2 separate regions of the Mus musculus genome follow, and region 1 is linked to region 2. Evidence: chromatin contacts called from public Hi-C data. All regions are on one chromosome and are shown on one strand. The core of a region is the stretch at or near the end of the contact, and the rest is flanking DNA. Distances in the headings are between cores, read along the strand shown.

The links. A called contact is a pair of places that touch in the nucleus more often than the background predicts.
Region 1: a contact with region 2 is called in a Hi-C map of CD8 T cells, with 2.3 times the contacts expected there. The contact joins the promoter of Zfp398 here to the enhancer-like site in region 2. A contact is called at or near these places in 16 of 39 promoter capture datasets (the 3T3-L1 cell line, 3T3-L1-derived adipocytes, the HPC-7 cell line and 9 more), 11 of 15 datasets of contacts at CTCF or cohesin (CD8 T cells, the G1E-ER4 cell line, the NIH/3T3 cell line and 6 more), 156 of 484 Hi-C or Micro-C datasets (3T3-L1-derived adipocytes, the AML12 cell line, B cells and 88 more), 28 of 115 datasets of contacts at active chromatin or transcription factors (the 230-238 cell line, CD8 T cells, the HPC-7 cell line and 18 more) and 5 of 9 other capture datasets (adipose tissue, embryonic stem cells, liver and 2 more).

What each region holds. Positions count from the first base shown.
Region 1 is chr6:47,833,859-47,837,241 of GRCm38.p6, reverse strand. Zfp398 (zinc finger protein 398) reads right to left here and starts at 1,581. Exons shown (of 6, transcript NM_027477.3): 1 at 1,322-1,581. The coding sequence starts at 1,345. It also overlaps a transcript of Zfp786 not described here.
Region 2 is chr6:47,797,193-47,800,656 of GRCm38.p6, reverse strand. Pdia4 (protein disulfide isomerase associated 4) reads left to right here. Exons shown (of 10, transcript NM_009787.2): 8 at 1,315-1,471; 9 at 2,059-2,292. Among named protein-coding and RNA genes, the nearest start is that of Mir704, 4.7 kb to the left of the region's middle. Within about 2 kb of position 1,401, at least 24 of the 459 cell types and tissues checked have an H3K27ac peak or open chromatin away from gene starts, as enhancers often do. A contact at or near this core is called in B cells, CD8 T cells, differentiating embryonic stem cells and 6 more, where this site is marked.

The DNA of each region.
Region 1 (3,383 bases), core at 332-2,831, 36 kb before region 2:
TTAACTGCTGAGCTATCTCTCCATAACCCCTAAAAAGATTTCTTAAAATTAAAATTAAAAATATCAGTATTTCCAAATTCTTCTTCATAAAACAGTCTTGCCCTGGTCAGTACCAAAGTCACTGAGTCCAAGTGATTATTGAGGACTTTAAATGTGCTCAGTTCAATTGAGATGTGTTGTGTTTAAAATCTCATTAATAGTTTTATAATATTACTATTAAAATATTTTTATACTTTGAGCTAAATAACATTTCACTGAATTAACTGAAATTAATTTCCTCTTTCTTTTTACTTTTTTTTTTACTTTTTTCTTTTCTTTCTTTCTTTTTTTAAAGACACACACTCTGGCTATTTGGCCAAGCATATACTAAAATTTCTGATTCTCCTATTTTAAACTCCTCTGTGAGCCACCATGTTACCATCATGGTTTAACCTCCTAAACATGACTACTAGAGAACTAAAAGTATGTGACAGTTTTCAGCATGGCATATACCTATAGCATACACCATGGGCTCTACTATCTTTTTTAAGGGTTGGGGGAAAATTAAACTTGAAGGGTATTCCCCTCTACTCCATTCCCCGCCCCTCCCCGCTGCTCCCCTGGTTTCTTCTTTCTTTTTTACTTCCTATCTACTCCTCTGCAGACCTGCCTGACTTCTGACTTATTTAAAAAGTCTCTTTGAGCTGACCAAAGCCTTCTTAGGTGGCAAACAAAAGCAATACTTTCCAATCAGAACGTTCTGTTAAACGACCATCCCCTCTTCCTTAATGGCTGTGTGCAGGGACTGTGCGGGTTGTCCTGGTAGCCCTGGCATCTCTGGTGCATGCACGGCTGGGCCCACTGCAGGCCTGCAGCAAACAAGCACACGCACGACTGCACTACTGGCTAAGCCTGCGCTCGGTCGGCCTTCCAAGGTCCCCGCGGCGCCACAGCCTGCCCTCCCGGGCGCGCGAGGCTGTCTGTCCTCACGCAGTCCATAAGGACACACCTTGGCTTTTACCTTCCCCGCCACGCAGGTGACTGTCCTGCCGCACCTAGCAACGACAGCTCTCGCGGCTGTACAGAATGGCTGGTGGATTGCAAAAACACCTCGAGCCCACTTCCCCGTTCCGCGGGCTGACGCGGAGCACCGCGGCGCGTGTAGGTTAGAAACTGCAGACCCTGGTCCCGCGGCGTCGCCCGGCGCTGCGGTCCGCGGTGGCCTTGCGGGGCAAACGACAGCCGCAGACCCACGCGGGCCACAAGGCCCGCTGCCGTCCCCAGCTCCCTCGCCTCCCCCGAGGCCCGGGTGACAGAGACGCCCGTCCATCAGCGCCCTTACCGGAGCGGCGGTCGCCTCAGCCATGGCCCTCCGCTGCCCGGTCCTGTCCCGGGAGTCGCCACCACACGCAGGCCCGGCTGCTCAGTGCTCTCGGCAGACGGCGAGAAGCGGTCTCGCGTTGCTCGCTCTGACAGGACTCGCGCGGCAATCGGGCTTCCGGGGGCGCTGGGACGCAGAGGAGCTGAGTAGCGAGCAGCCTACGCCGCACCGGCTGCAGCCGCCCCTCAGCTGGCGCTTTGTGGGCAGCGAGTACTGCAGGCGCTCTGCCGGCCTAGACGCGCCCCCCTCCGGTCGGTCCTCCCGGGACAGCGCGCCCCCTGGCGGCCCCCGCATCCGGAGCGCCTTCCCAGAGGTCAGCTTCTGAGAAAAGAGTTTTGGTGAACGCAGATCCAACCTACTCGGGTTTCCCATCCATCTGAGAAGACCCAGCAGATGCTACATAGTTTAAGAGCCAGGGAGCGGTGTCCAGGCTGGACGATAGTGTAATCGGCTACCAGAGTGAGCTAGGTGGGAATGATGGAGTTATATCGTTCGTAGAAATTACAAATATGACTTGTATTGGCACCAGAGATTCTGATTATTTTGATTATTGTCTCACTTGGGCTTGGATGAGAAGTAGAATTTTTATAAAGATTTGTTTCTTTTAATTTTATATGTATAAATGTTTCTCTACACTTGGATGTCTACTGCCTATGGAGGCCGGAATAGGATGCAGGATAACCTGGAACTGGAGCTACACACACAGTTGTGAGCCAAACCCAGATCCTCTGCCGAGCTCACTCACCAGCACCGACAAGTGGACTACTTGAGCCAACAGAAATAAAGCTTGTGGTTAGATTTGCTGGATCTGGACTAAGGACCAACAAAAGACAGAGTTGTGTGTTTAACAGCTTGTGTGGCAGAAAGATAATCACACAGCCATAACTTTCCAGTATTTCTCTTTTTTCAAACATGTATGAACCAAAGTCTTCTCAGACATTTATCTCAGTAAATGAAATGAATCCATTCAATGCCCTCAACAGTAGACTGTCTATAGTGCCCCCACAGTATAGGGATCTTCCTGCTGGGCCACTACCACTTGAGTGTACTGTGAGTCTTTATAGTGTACATACAAAGCAATATCTTGTGTATACTTTGAGTCTACTTGAGCATGAACTGTGGTCAGATGGTGCATAGTTGGGAGTTAAAACTACCGTTCTCTAAACTAGAACATCACTATAATGGAATGAACTAGAAAAAGAAGAAAGAAGAGGAGGAGAAAGAAAGAGAGAGACAGAGATAGAGAGAAATAATTGACCTCAGGAAAATAATTAGTGATTTTATTATTAAAAGACATAATTTTTAAATGTGGCCTTCGGCCTGGCAGTGGTGATGCCCATCTTCAGTCCCAGCACTTGGGAGGCAGAGGCAGGTGAATCTGTATAAGTTTGAAGCCAGCTTGGTCTACAGAGTGAGTTCCAGGAAAGCCAGGGCTACACAGAGAAACCCTGTCTCAAAAACAAAAACAAAAAACAAAAAACAAAACAAAACAAAACAAAACAAAACAAAACAAAAAAAGGCCTTAGAAAGCAAGAATAAAGCCTGATATGATGGTACTTGCTTTTAATCCATGCACTAGGAAGCAGAAACAGGAAACTTTCTGTAAGTTTAAGGCCAGCCTGGACTCCAAAGCAAGTTCTAGGTCATTTGGAGCTCTACAGTGGAACCCTGTTTTAAGGGGGTGGGTGACTAATTTCCAAACTCTCTGTTTCCCTCCTAGTTGTCAGATGCTCCTATGGATATGAAACATGAACATTTGTATGACTAAACAATCCTTAATCCTTTAACTTTTTGAGGCATGTAGCCCAGGTAGTGAAGGATGACTGTGACCTCCTGATCTTCCTGCCTCTACCTCCCAAAGGTTGGATAAGCAAGACACATTCAACTGAGCCCCACCAAGCATCAGGGCTAGCTCTGTCTGTTCAAAATAATGATGCCATCACCAAGCTGTTAAATGTTTCATCCTCTAAAACAGTGGTGTAGAGAGAATATCTTGTGTATTGTATGCATATATCACCTGTCA
Region 2 (3,464 bases), core at 152-2,651:
GTTGCTGCAAGGCCCATCCTGACGCATAGGCAGAGAAACTGGGCTTGGCATACAAGAGCTTTCGAAATCTTAAAACCCACCCCCACTAACACACCTCATCCAGAAAAGCCAAACCTCTTTTTCTTATTCTGTGGAAGAGTTCCACTCCTTTTGTATTCAAACCTCCTTTCCCAGCCTTTGCTTCTCACCCCACTCTTAAGCTTCAGGGCACAGAACAGGAGCCTAATCAGTGAGTGTTGTATTTTTCCCTGATGATGCTGGTCCATTGTGCTGAGGCTCCTGGTGTTGGAGCTCTGGGTCTTTATGGGACCCTGTGGGGCAAGTGGACCTCCTACCCTGGGAGATCTCAGAATTGAGAATGGTGGGTATGGGGCCAGCTCCCTGTCAAGCTCTACCTGTCCTGGAATATATAACTACGACACCCCATTAAGAGGGCCTTGACAGTCAGTCATGTAGGGACAAGACCTGGAGACCTACGTTCCCTATGCAGATAGAGCATCCCTAACATCTCAGACTGAACCAGTGAGAAGCATCTACCCCTGGATCCCACCCTCCTCCACATGGAATAAAGTGCTTGAGTTACCTCAACAAGAACTATCTAAGAGTGACCTTGAGTTTTAAGTGTGAGCTCTAGTGACCTCCAGTCTCTAAAACCTGAGTTCTGTGTCCCTTTAGACACTCACTCTGACATATATTTTAGGTGCCATGCAAACTTGGGTTTCCTTGATACTGATGAAACATCTCACTGAAGAACCATATAGGCCATCATTAGAGGAGTCCATTGTGGAGCCTAGTTGAGTACAGCTGTTTGTGTGAATGCTATGCCCTCAGCACACAGCCCCCAGAGAAAAAAAGTGGGCTCGGTGTGACAGCTCACCAACCACGTCTTTCGCCTGAGTCTAAATTCTAATCTGAGGCTTCCCTGCTCTCTAGTACAATCTGAATGCTCTCTAGTACAATCTGAAGGTTAAAGGTGTGGCTGCGTGTGGCCAGCTGCAGCGCCTTGCCTGGCCATTTATTAGCTGCAATTGTATCTCACCTTGTCATCTGTAAAAGGGATTTCAGGGCTCTTGTGGACCTCAGTTAACTGACTATGGAAAAGCCCGCATGGTTCAGTCCATGTGTATAGTTACTGTTTAAGACCATTAAGCTTTTTCTCATTGGGTTTGGAGTTCCAGTCAGAAGAAATGGTGTGATTAGATGGGGTGAGTGAGCTCACACAAACATCTGTGCTTGACAGTGACTCTGACGGCACGTTAGCTAGAGCTCCCTTTTCATTGTGCTTGCTCTTAGTCTATGCTGTCTTTGACACAGGGCTCTACAGAAGCATCAGCCATTAAGGACTATGTAGTGAAACATGCCTTGCCCCTGGTGGGCCATCGTAAGACTTCTAATGATGCTAAGCGGTACAGCAAACGCCCCCTGGTGGTTGTATACTACAGTGTGGACTTCAGCTTTGATTACAGAGCTGGTGAGAGACCCTACCAACACCTTTATAGGGCGGGGGCTACCATTTTTAGACATCTTGTTCTAGAACCCTTAAAGTTAGTGGTATGGGCATATTTTTGCCTCTAGCATCGGATTTCGAGTTCTGAGCCATAAAGTACCCTTTTTCCTTCCTGATTTAGTAAAAGGGGAGTTAAGAGTCAAACCTAGGGCTAAAGAGTTGGCTCAACAGGTGAAAACAGTGCCAATCCTGAGGTATTATACTATGCATTCTATAATAAAAATTAAAACAAACAAGAAAATAGACGATAAAAAAAAAAGTCAAGCCTAGTACCTTCATAGAGATGATGTAGCAGATCTGGTGCTGAACTGGCTTCTCAGACAGAGCTGTGTTGCCAGTACCCAGGTCTCCTGGGGCTTAGTTGGAGTTCTATCCTTAAGCCAGCTGCTTACACAGTGTTGCTATACCAGAAATCCTTTCCTATCTGGTCGAGGTACTTCTGGGTCTGGGCCTTGTCGGAGAGCGTCAGTGTCAGAATCTTGAATCTCACAGTCCAGGGCAGGACAGTTCTTCTGCTCAGCCACTTAGTTCACAGCCTGTGTCTGTTTCAGCTACTCAGTTTTGGCGTAACAAAGTCCTAGAGGTGGCCAAGGACTTCCCTGAGTATACCTTCGCCATTGCTGACGAGGAAGACTATGCCACGGAGGTGAAGGACCTGGGGCTCAGTGAGAGTGGAGAGGATGTCAATGCAGCCATCCTAGACGAGAGCGGGAAGAAGTTTGCCATGGAGCCAGAGGAGTTTGATTCAGACACTCTCCGGGAATTTGTCACAGCTTTTAAAAAAGGTGAGTTGGGCCACACATGTTTGTGCCTCACAAGGACAGGTGACACTCCGAAGCTTCCGAGCCAGCAAAGGACTCTTTTATCAAGAATGAATAAATGATTTAAAAAAAAAAGGAAAAAAAAAAAAAGAATAAGGTAGCACATGATAGAGGAAGCCACCTAATCTCCTCTCCATAGCCCCAGAAAAGACCTGGTAGGTCCCCTGTTTCTCCCTGCCCCTCCTCACTCTCCATAGCCCACAGAAAAGACCTGGTAGGTCCCCTGTTACTCCCTGCCCCTCCTCACTCTCCATAGTCCCCAGAAAAGACCTGGTAGGTCCCCTGTTTCTCCCTGCCCCTCCTCACTCTCCATAGTCCACAGAAAAGACCTGGTAGGTCCCCTGTTACTCCCTGCCCCTCCTCACTCCTAAGCCCTCTCCAACCCATTTTCTGACTTAGTTACCTGAAAAAGTGCCGATGTACCCCCCAAACTCTTCGGTACCAAGACAACTTAAATGTTACTTCAGACATTAGGAGGTTTACTTTTTCCTCATTTTGGCAAGTTTTCTAGTATTTACTTTGAAAGCAAAAGCCGGATGAGGGCCCATTCAGTAGCATCAGTCTAAAGAAGCCACAGTTTGTGGTTAGGCAAGGATTCCAGGAGGCATCTCCAGATGCATCCCAGTCAGGTGCAGCTGAAAGCTCTGTGACTTGAGAACTTGACCTGGAGCGTCTCTTGCTGCCGACCACTCGCACTCAAGAGTCTTACTCTAGGCGCTTCCTCTCCTGTCCCTTGGGGTTGGGAAAATGGAGACAGACTCTCTGTTCTTTGTTTTTGCTTTTTGAGACAGAGCCTTACTGTATCTCATGTTGGCCTCAATCTTGTGATTCTCCTGCCTCAGCCTCTCAGAATGCTGTTATTGTAGTTGTGTGTCACTGTGCCTCATAATTCCTCTTTCATTTGTTTTTAGTTTGGTTGGTAGGTTTTGGTTTTATTTTTAGGAAAAAAGGCAAGCATGACTTAGAAACTTTTCAGAGCTCTTTGAAACAATCTTTTGAATATGAGGAACACTTGCTATGAGACTCCAAGTCTTTATTGTCCTGACTGAGCAAAGCACCTAATTCTCATTGCTGGCCATTTGGTACCTACCGGGGCCCTTACCCATTTTGGGTACTTGTTTTTGTCATCACAGAGT